2 separate regions of the Mus musculus genome follow, and region 2 is linked to region 1. A link is a contact called in public HiChIP or PLAC-seq data. All regions are on one chromosome and are shown on one strand. Each heading gives the region's core, a stretch centred on a gene start, on an enhancer-like site or on the middle of the called end of the contact. The rest is flanking DNA. Distances are from core to core; before and after follow the strand shown.

The links. HiChIP or PLAC-seq counts read pairs in DNA pulled down with a chosen protein or histone mark.
Region 2: a contact with region 1 is called in an H3K4me3 HiChIP or PLAC-seq map of embryonic basal ganglia, with 5 times the contacts expected there. The contact joins two enhancer-like sites. A contact is called at or near these places in 4 of 15 datasets of contacts at CTCF or cohesin (the NIH/3T3 cell line, large pre-B cells, pro-B cells and 1 more), 59 of 484 Hi-C or Micro-C datasets (B cells, CD4 T cells, the G1E-ER4 cell line and 39 more) and 10 of 115 datasets of contacts at active chromatin or transcription factors (the NIH/3T3 cell line, astrocytes, embryonic basal ganglia and 5 more).

What each region holds. Positions count from the first base shown.
Region 1 is chr1:77,970,501-77,974,711 of GRCm38.p6, forward strand. No RefSeq gene overlaps it. Among named protein-coding and RNA genes, the nearest start is that of Gm26263, 74 kb to the left of the region's middle. Within about 2 kb of position 1,956, at least 13 of the 459 cell types and tissues checked have an H3K27ac peak or open chromatin away from gene starts, as enhancers often do. A contact at or near this core is called in embryonic basal ganglia, where this site is marked.
Region 2 is chr1:78,446,039-78,450,249 of GRCm38.p6, forward strand. The region is part of intron 15 of Farsb (phenylalanyl-tRNA synthetase, beta subunit); the gene reads right to left. Among named protein-coding and RNA genes, the nearest start is that of Farsb, 41 kb to the right of the region's middle. Within about 2 kb of position 2,368, at least 59 of the 459 cell types and tissues checked have an H3K27ac peak or open chromatin away from gene starts, as enhancers often do. A contact at or near this core is called in embryonic basal ganglia, where this site is marked.

The DNA of each region.
Region 1 (4,211 bases), core at 706-3,205:
AGGGTAGCTAAAAGAAGCTAAATATATGAGTAGTAAAAGAACTATTGGAGGTAGCACTACTCCTGATTTCAAGTTCTAATACAGAGTTATAGTAGTCAAAACAGCATAGTAATAGCTCAAAAACAGGCACATTGATCTTTGGAATCAAAATGAAGACTGACTCAGACATAAATCCACATACCTGTGGACACCTGACTCTTAATAAAGATGCCAGAAATATACACTGTAAAAAAGACAGCATCTTCAACAAATGGTGCTGGTCAAACTGGATATTTGCCTATAGAAGAATCCAAATAGATACACACTTACCATCCTGCACAAAACTCAACTTCAAATGGATCAGAGACCTCAACAGAAAACCAGATACCCAAAACCTGATAGAAGGGAAAGTGGATATAGCCTTGAATGCACAAGCATAGAGACAGACTTTTAGTACAGACTTTAGTACAGGTACTAAGATCAACAACTGATCAGTGGAACTCACAAACTGAGATGCCTCTGCCCAGCAAAGGACACTCAAAGGACCACTCAGACAGAGTGACAGCCTATGGATGTGAAAAAGTCGTCACCAACTACACACCAATAGAGGTCTGATATCAAAATACACAAGGAACTCAAAAAAACTGGGTATCAAGAAAAAAATTAAGCCAGTTTAAAAATGAATACTAAAAGAACTGTTGGAGGAATCACTATCCCTGATTTCAAGTTCTAACAGAGGATCCTCAATAGAAAAAGAAAAGAGAAACGAAAACTCAGATGACTGCAAAGCACTTAAAGAAATGCTCAACGTCCTTAATCACCAGGGAAATGCACTCAAAACTACTTTGAGATTTCATCTTACACCCATCAGAATGGCAGCCAATCAATAACTCTGATTTTATTTAAGGCCCTTTCCACCAGCTGGAACTCACAGGTGACACTGCTTGGGTGACCCAGAACCTGAAACTACTTACCCCAGGCACCTAAGTAGCAATAAAATGACTCTGAATGACATCCCACTAAATTCATAGATCAGTGCCCTGCTCACCCATCCTCAGAGAAGTTTCCTCCTGCAGCAGATGGAAAGATGCACAGAGACCCACAACCAAGTAATAGGCAGAGAATGAGAGAACTTGGAACTTTCAGGTCCAAATGGGACTTTTCCATCAAATCTCTCACCTCGGGGCAGAAAACAGGCTAAAGAGGAGGCAGAAAAAAATGTAAGAGGAGATGGAAGCAGATGGAAGACACCAAAACAACAACCACCACCTCAAGGCCGTCTAAATCAACCTGAGCAAAGCTCCTATGAACTCACAGAGACCGGAGCAGAATGCGCAGGGCCTGCACCGGTCTGCACTGGGTCCCCTGAATATATAGTAGGCTTCCAGTTTAGTGTTTTTATGAGATTCCTGTGTGTGAGAACAAGTGGGTGTGTGGTTCTTATGCCTTCTCTTGGACCCTTTTCCTACTGTTGTTTGTTCACCAATTTTGACATGTGAGCTTTGTTTTATCTTATATTTTATTTTGATATTCTACATTAAAAGAAGGAAGGAAGGAAGGAAGGAAGGAAGGAAGGAAGGCAAGCACTAGTTTCACCCCAATCCTTTGACAAAATTGGGATAAGAACTTCCCAAGAACTAATATACATCTTTATCATGCAAAATAACCCCTTTAAATGACATAGGGCATGATGAAAAGGTGATGCAGAGCCTGTAGCTCTTTCAAGTCCTTACTCACGAGAGGGAAAGAAAGAGGGAAAGAATGAAGGATGAGCAGGAGGAGACAGGAAGCTACAGCACACCTTCGAGGTTTTTCTGAAATCAACTCTCCACCTCCCCTCCCATATACACATTACCACCAGCTCGGAGAAGAAGGGCGGGCCTGATCGCTCCACAAGTCTCCCTGTAATGTGCGTTCCTGGAAAGCACTCAGCTCTATTAATGTGCAAACACCAGCTGTGTTGGGCCTAACACGCATTTGCACTTTAATTAAAGGGAATCCCTTTAATCAGAAGATCTGATTTGCCTGGCTACTCTTAGTGTGGTCCTTGGAGCATCGCCAGCAGCAACAGCGCCACCTGGAGGTTTGTAAGAAATGCACTTGCTCAGGCTCACTTTGACCTAAGGATGCTAAGTTCTGCAGTTTACCAGGATCCTGGAGTGACTCCCACGCACGGGTAAGTATGAGAAAGTACAATCCTCTATGGGTGTAAGGAAGCACATGTGTAATTGCTCAGTGGCTACAACTTGCCCAGCATGTGCAAGGCCCTAGGCTCAAATCCCAGCACGATTAACTGTAAAAGATTGCTGTGTCACACCTTCCTGCCCTTGTACAGTAGTTTCCATGCATTTCGCCCCTATGAACACTATAAAACCCATAGTGTGTGGCAATTATTATTATTATTTTAACCAGTCAACTATCTTTTGGTTCAAATACTAAGAATACATGCTCTTTTGTGACCTGTAATATAGTTACCATTTTTGACAGTTGCTAATCCTTTGTAGAGAATCAGGTTTTCATTTTGAGTCTTGTGCTAAAGGACTCCTCTTCACTGTCTGCAAGTGCATATATGGTGAGGATGGATTAAGTCAGCTACTTAATGTCTAAAATAAATGTATTTCCTGTTGTATTTGAACCAGGTTTTTTCCCCTGCTTTCACTGTTGAAATTTTTATATTATACATAATAACTAAGATATTTCGTATTTGTTTACTACTTATTTGAAACATTGTATTCTGCAGTAAAGTGGATATAGCACCAAAAAAGATTTACTAAGATGATCACTAGAATAAAAGACAGATTTAAATCAATAAAATGGACCGAGAAAAAATATTTTTAAAAGAAAGAAGAGGCAGAGGAGGAGGCAGAGGAGGAGGCAGAGGAGGAGGAGGAAGGAAGGAGGAGGAGGAAGAGGAAGAGGAGGAGGAAGAGGAGGAGGAGGAAGAGGAGGAGGAGGAGGAGGAGGAGGAGGAGGAGGAGGAGGAGAAGGAGAAGGAGAAGGAGAAGGAGAAGGAGAAGGAGAAGGAGAAGGAGAAGGAGAAGGAGAAGGAGAAGGAGAAGGAGAAGGAGAAGAAGAAGAAGAAGAAGAAGAAGAAGAAGAAGAAGAAGAAGAAGAAAGTAAGTAGTGATGTGGTAGTAGTGGTAAGTAGAGGCACCAAAGACAATTTTGCCTTGTAGGCATGTTTCCTTAAAGTCTAAGGGCCTACAAACCCCTACCTTCACCCAAGTCACCTCGGGTATAATAGTTTGCTGGGGCCTATGGAGTACATCTGACTGTGTAAAAATATAGACCATGTATATAATATGTGTGTAGGAAGTAGTGAAACTCGAATCCTGTGGCTGTCTGATCCTCTGCAGAAAATCCAGCAAGAAGGTAAGATCAATCCCTCTCCGAGTCATGACGTACTCAAAGCCTGGCCAGTGGGCACCCAGGTAGAGGGGGCCTTGGCTTTGAGTGCTGCTGAGTGTATGGAAAACGCTCTTGTTTCTCATCAGCCTGGAAATCTACACACGAAGCCGGACTATGCATTCGCCAGAGAATGGAAATCAATGAATGTTCATTGTATGAGCACCCACATAAGCTGCTTCATTTTGCTTAATTCGCCTAAATTACCTAAGCAGTGTGTTCTTTAAATTGTTTAATCAAAAGCAAGCTTTGCAATTTTTTTTTTACAAAACATCTCCCTCTTTTTGACTTATCTGCTTGCAAGCCCACCATAAGCCTCTGAGAGCTTAAATTACATGTTTCTCCTGAGATGGAGTCTAAACCTCAAGGGCCAACTGTGTTTTTAGCCGATGGGTAGCAGGGAAGGGCTATAGAAAGCCAGGGGCTCCATTGGAGACCCCTTCCTGCTGGGCTGATTTAGCTGAAAGTATCTCAATTAGAGACCTGGAGATCAGCTGTTGAGTCTGACAGAGAGGTGAGCCTGTTCTAATTAAGCCCAGAGCAGCTCAAAAGAAGGGGATGATCCCAGAAGAGGGAGTGTCAGGGTGCCACTAAGAAAGAGGCTAAAAGCTCTGGTTGCATCCATCAGGGGAGTGAGAGGTTCTGGTGATGTCCACAGCTTGGTTTCCAGGCTCCCACCTCAAGGAGCAGTCATACTAAACAGAGATAGAAACACAGCAAGAAGCCACTAGCTCCAAATCGCTTGGGCAGAGAAAGTTCTTATTTCTCTCTGAAGAATTCAAAGAAAGCTGGGGAAATTTGCCAGCTACTCCACAATTAAGAAAAAT
Region 2 (4,211 bases), core at 1,118-3,617, 480 kb after region 1:
GCGAATGCATTTGGCCTCATTTTGCTTTTTAAATTAAGAAAAAAGAAGAATGACAACACCTGTCTTGGGAAATGACATGAACACAGCGAGCTACCTCTGTTCACATGGGCTGAACAAAAGCTCAGCACAGCTTTTCCACAGGTAAAAGCTACTAGCCATGCTGGCACAGATGGCCTTTTATCGTCCCAATAGCCAGATACCGAGGCAGTCAGGCTGCCGGTAAGCTCTGACCAGGGACTGAGTATCTACCAGGCAGCCATCAATGTCACCACTACACTCTAGACACTACACAGCAAGGATTACTGCGTCTATGAAGCAGATGGAGAGCCAAATCAAGGCAATGAAGGGAAGTTGCCCAAAGTCGAGCTCAGGTTAATCATTATCAATCCCACAGCTATGAAGTTACAAATCAGGTCGTGCTCAGGACTGACTAAACCGCATTCTCTCTCCACTGCCCTACGGTGCACCATAAAGGATTTAGGAGGTTAACAGTATAAGAATAAATGCATGCCTTGCCATATAGTTGTTTAATACAGTCAAAGACGTGCATTCTTGAAACATTTTTAGTACAAAAAAACAGATGTTTTACTTCTCCCAAGTTTTTATGATTCTTAAAATTTTTTAAGTCACTGAAATAAATTATTTTTTTTTAAATCTGGAATCTGTGTCCATCAATAGTATTTTAATTTATGAAGATTATCTTCTCAGTAACTCCTGACTGAATAGACACAGAGAAAGAACGGTTTTCACCAGTTAACACTTCCTGCATGCTAAGCTTGAGGCACTCTAGTCTTCCTTACACGAGAATGCCCAGTGACACTAGTGGACTGACACAAACTAAACACTTATTTTCTCAATACATAACTAAAGTCTGGAAAGAGGCAAGCACAGGGAGGCAACTACCATGCCAGGCCAGGAGCACAGAGTGGATCCTATTCCAAAGCAGCCTAAGGGACGAGTGCCGCGCTGCCACCTGTGCTACTGTTCCCACCAAGGACCAAGAACTCCGATATCTAAACTCTCTAATCAAAGGTGAGGCTAAGGATAATATTAAAATCAGGCAGGTATAAATGCCAGGGAACCCAACAATATGTGTAAACTAATATGAGAGGCCTAATTCTGCTGCAGAAATGTAAACACACACATACACACACACACACACACACACACACACACACACACACACACACACACAGTCTTTCTCCTCCTGAAGGGAGAAAATGAAGTGCAACAGAGCTAAATGGCCCTTTCATACTGCTGACTTGCTTCTGGGTCCTCCTGCCATGTGGTCCCCATGTGTTGGTGTCAAGGCCTCCACTTGAACACAGGCATGCACTGAACCCACTTTGTAGCTCCACACTCACCGTGAGAGAACAGGCCGACAGTAAGGCCGCCATTCCAAGGGCTCACCAATGCAAATGAGAAGCTGCCTTAGTTTGGTAATCTTTGCCTTGGTCTACTTTTTCCTAATCTCCAAATTATTTAAAGTGAACCTTTCTTGATAACAGTAAAATATCTAGACCAAAACCACAGAAGTTTTAAAGCAATTTATGTGCTTTGAGGAACTATAGCAAAAAAAAATTTACAGTTAAAACTTTAAAAAAGAGCTGCAAACAGAGTCAGTTGACAGAGTGCTTTAGCACTGCACGGTGGCACTAGCATCTCATGTTCAAGGGCATCCTCGGGGACACAGTGAGTTTAACGCTATCTTAGGCTACATGAGCCCTTCTCTTCAAAAAGATAAAAAATAAAATTAAAGTTTATTTCTTTTAAGAAAAGTTTCAGGATATTTATAACTTATGTGGGAAATAATAAACTAACTTCTAGGTTTAATTTTGCAATACTTTGAGGGCTGCGTGTTAACCTCATTATTTAGGTGTCCTCCCTACCCCACGGTTTTTCACATTTTCCAGAGGTACCACCCCCTCTGGATTTGGTTCTTCATATTTTGTTTAAACATTCACTCTCCATTCCCATCATCGCCCACAGAAAAATGATGAGGTATGCTAAAACTCCCACCTCCTTGCCTTCTGCAGGAGAGGCCATATTACATCACAGGAAGTAAAGACTGCATGCCACAAAGTAAGAACTATTTAGATTTCATGCCAAGGCTAGGGTTTGTTGGAAATGCCTTGGTTCTTTATAACTCAGTTAACAGACCTCTTGTGTCATGCCATCAAACAATTCTGCTTCTTAAATGGGCCTGCCAAGTATGTCAGCCTAAATTATCCATGTATTGCACAGACTTCAAAGTACTGCCTGGAGAGAGCTGATCTAAACCACCCAAAGGAGGGGTGGCTAGATGCAGTTCTGTGAGCTCAAAGAATACAACACATGAGGGTTTGTTTGGTTTGTTTAAGGAAAAGAAAAGGGAGTGGCACACAGTGCTGAGCATGTGACTCATATCCTAGGCTTTGCCATCGGCTTCCAGGCAGTGTAGATCCTGTTGCACCAATGATTAGAGGGGAATTAGTGGTTTCTGGTAATAATATCATCTAGGGTACAGAGTCATCCTTACACTCACATGTACCCAGACGCCAAATAAAGATGCTGTCAGAACAAAAGTGTAAGGGGAGAACAAAAAGCTTCTGGAAAAATCAAGGGCTGATACTGTGCTCATGCTGGAGATTCACAGTAGGCCAGACTCAGAGAATGAAGCACTTCACTGGTGCATCTATGGCTACCTTTCCAGCAGCATTTTCAACACTGGTACTCACAAAACCGTAACTCATGCTGCAGACCTGCCTCCTAAAGAATTTTAGCATGTTCTAAATGACCACAGCTAATGTAGGGAACCAAGAATCCTGATGTATTCCTTACAGGACTATAAATTAGTATAGTGAAATAAGTAAGCAAAGGCATGGAAGTGAAGGAGGGACTAGATGGGGAGATCAGCGGCAGTGACGGGGTTACAGGCCATGAGGGTGTGAATAAAACACAGGGCACAATAGGCAGTGGGTGCCCTTAATCCCAGCACCAGGCAAAGGCAGTCAGACTGGAGGCCAGCCTGGTTTACAAGTTCCAACCAAACCAGATGTAGCTGTTTTAAGAAAAAAGAGGAGAACAGGAAGAAAAGAAAATGGCATAGTAAAATCCATTTTATAGGTATAATTAATGTATGCAATATAGTACCATATACGACATATGTATAGACATAACTATATGCTGGGTATGTTGGCTCATGTGAACCTGTAAGCAGGATGTAAGTTTGAAGATAGGCAAGATCACAGAGCAAGACCTGACTCAAAACCAACAAAGTCAAAACAAAAACAAAAACAAAAAAGAGAAAAAAAATCAGTTAAAAAGTTTAGAAAATAATTTACTAAATTATCAAATATTTAAATGTATATACCTAGGGACTGACAATTATTTCTAAAATAATTATTTGCTCAAGGGAAAATGATACTCACTTAAAGACATACTTTAGGAAAAGTCTCAGGACCATCATTCATTCATGCTCACTCTGCTTTCCATATGGTAGACTATTATACAACTATTAAAAATGAGATCACTAGTATGCATCCAGATAGGTTAGATTAAGTGTAACCGCATCTGTATAAACTACAAAACTATCACTTTCTTTGTAGCTGCACACAGAAGTGTAACATGGCCACAGATATATGCAAGGACAGGCAGTGAATTAATTCTAGATGTGGAATGTCTGACAAGTTGTAGATCTTATTTTTTTAATTAAACAGAAGAACAAAATTCCTAAATCAATAAAACATATTCATGAAAGCTTAAGAATATTAAAAATATATGTTCAATTGTAAGGAACAAAAAAAAAAATCCAGCAAAAACTTTCCTAAAATGCTTTTATATGGCAGCACCAAAGTATACACTTTTATTTTAAAATGATGCTGAGAAGCCAAGAAACAAATGTGAAAAGAAATCTCTAAAATGCTCAATGCATCCAGGGGAAATTTATATTCCTGAGGGTTGGCTTCTATGTTGTTAACAGAAACCTGGAATGGATTTTTATCTATTAAAAAAAAATACAGCACTGGATGCATGACAAGGCACATTATACTCACGTTAGCAGATCTTAACTTTGTGGAACCAAGCACACAAAAATAACTTTCTATATTAAAAATGATATATTTACTCAGCTAAGATGCCATCTCATATGAGAAGGATGCTACTTCAAAAACTGTTAACGTCAGTCTCCTTACACCCATGTTTTTTGAATTATTAATTGGAAATTCTACATG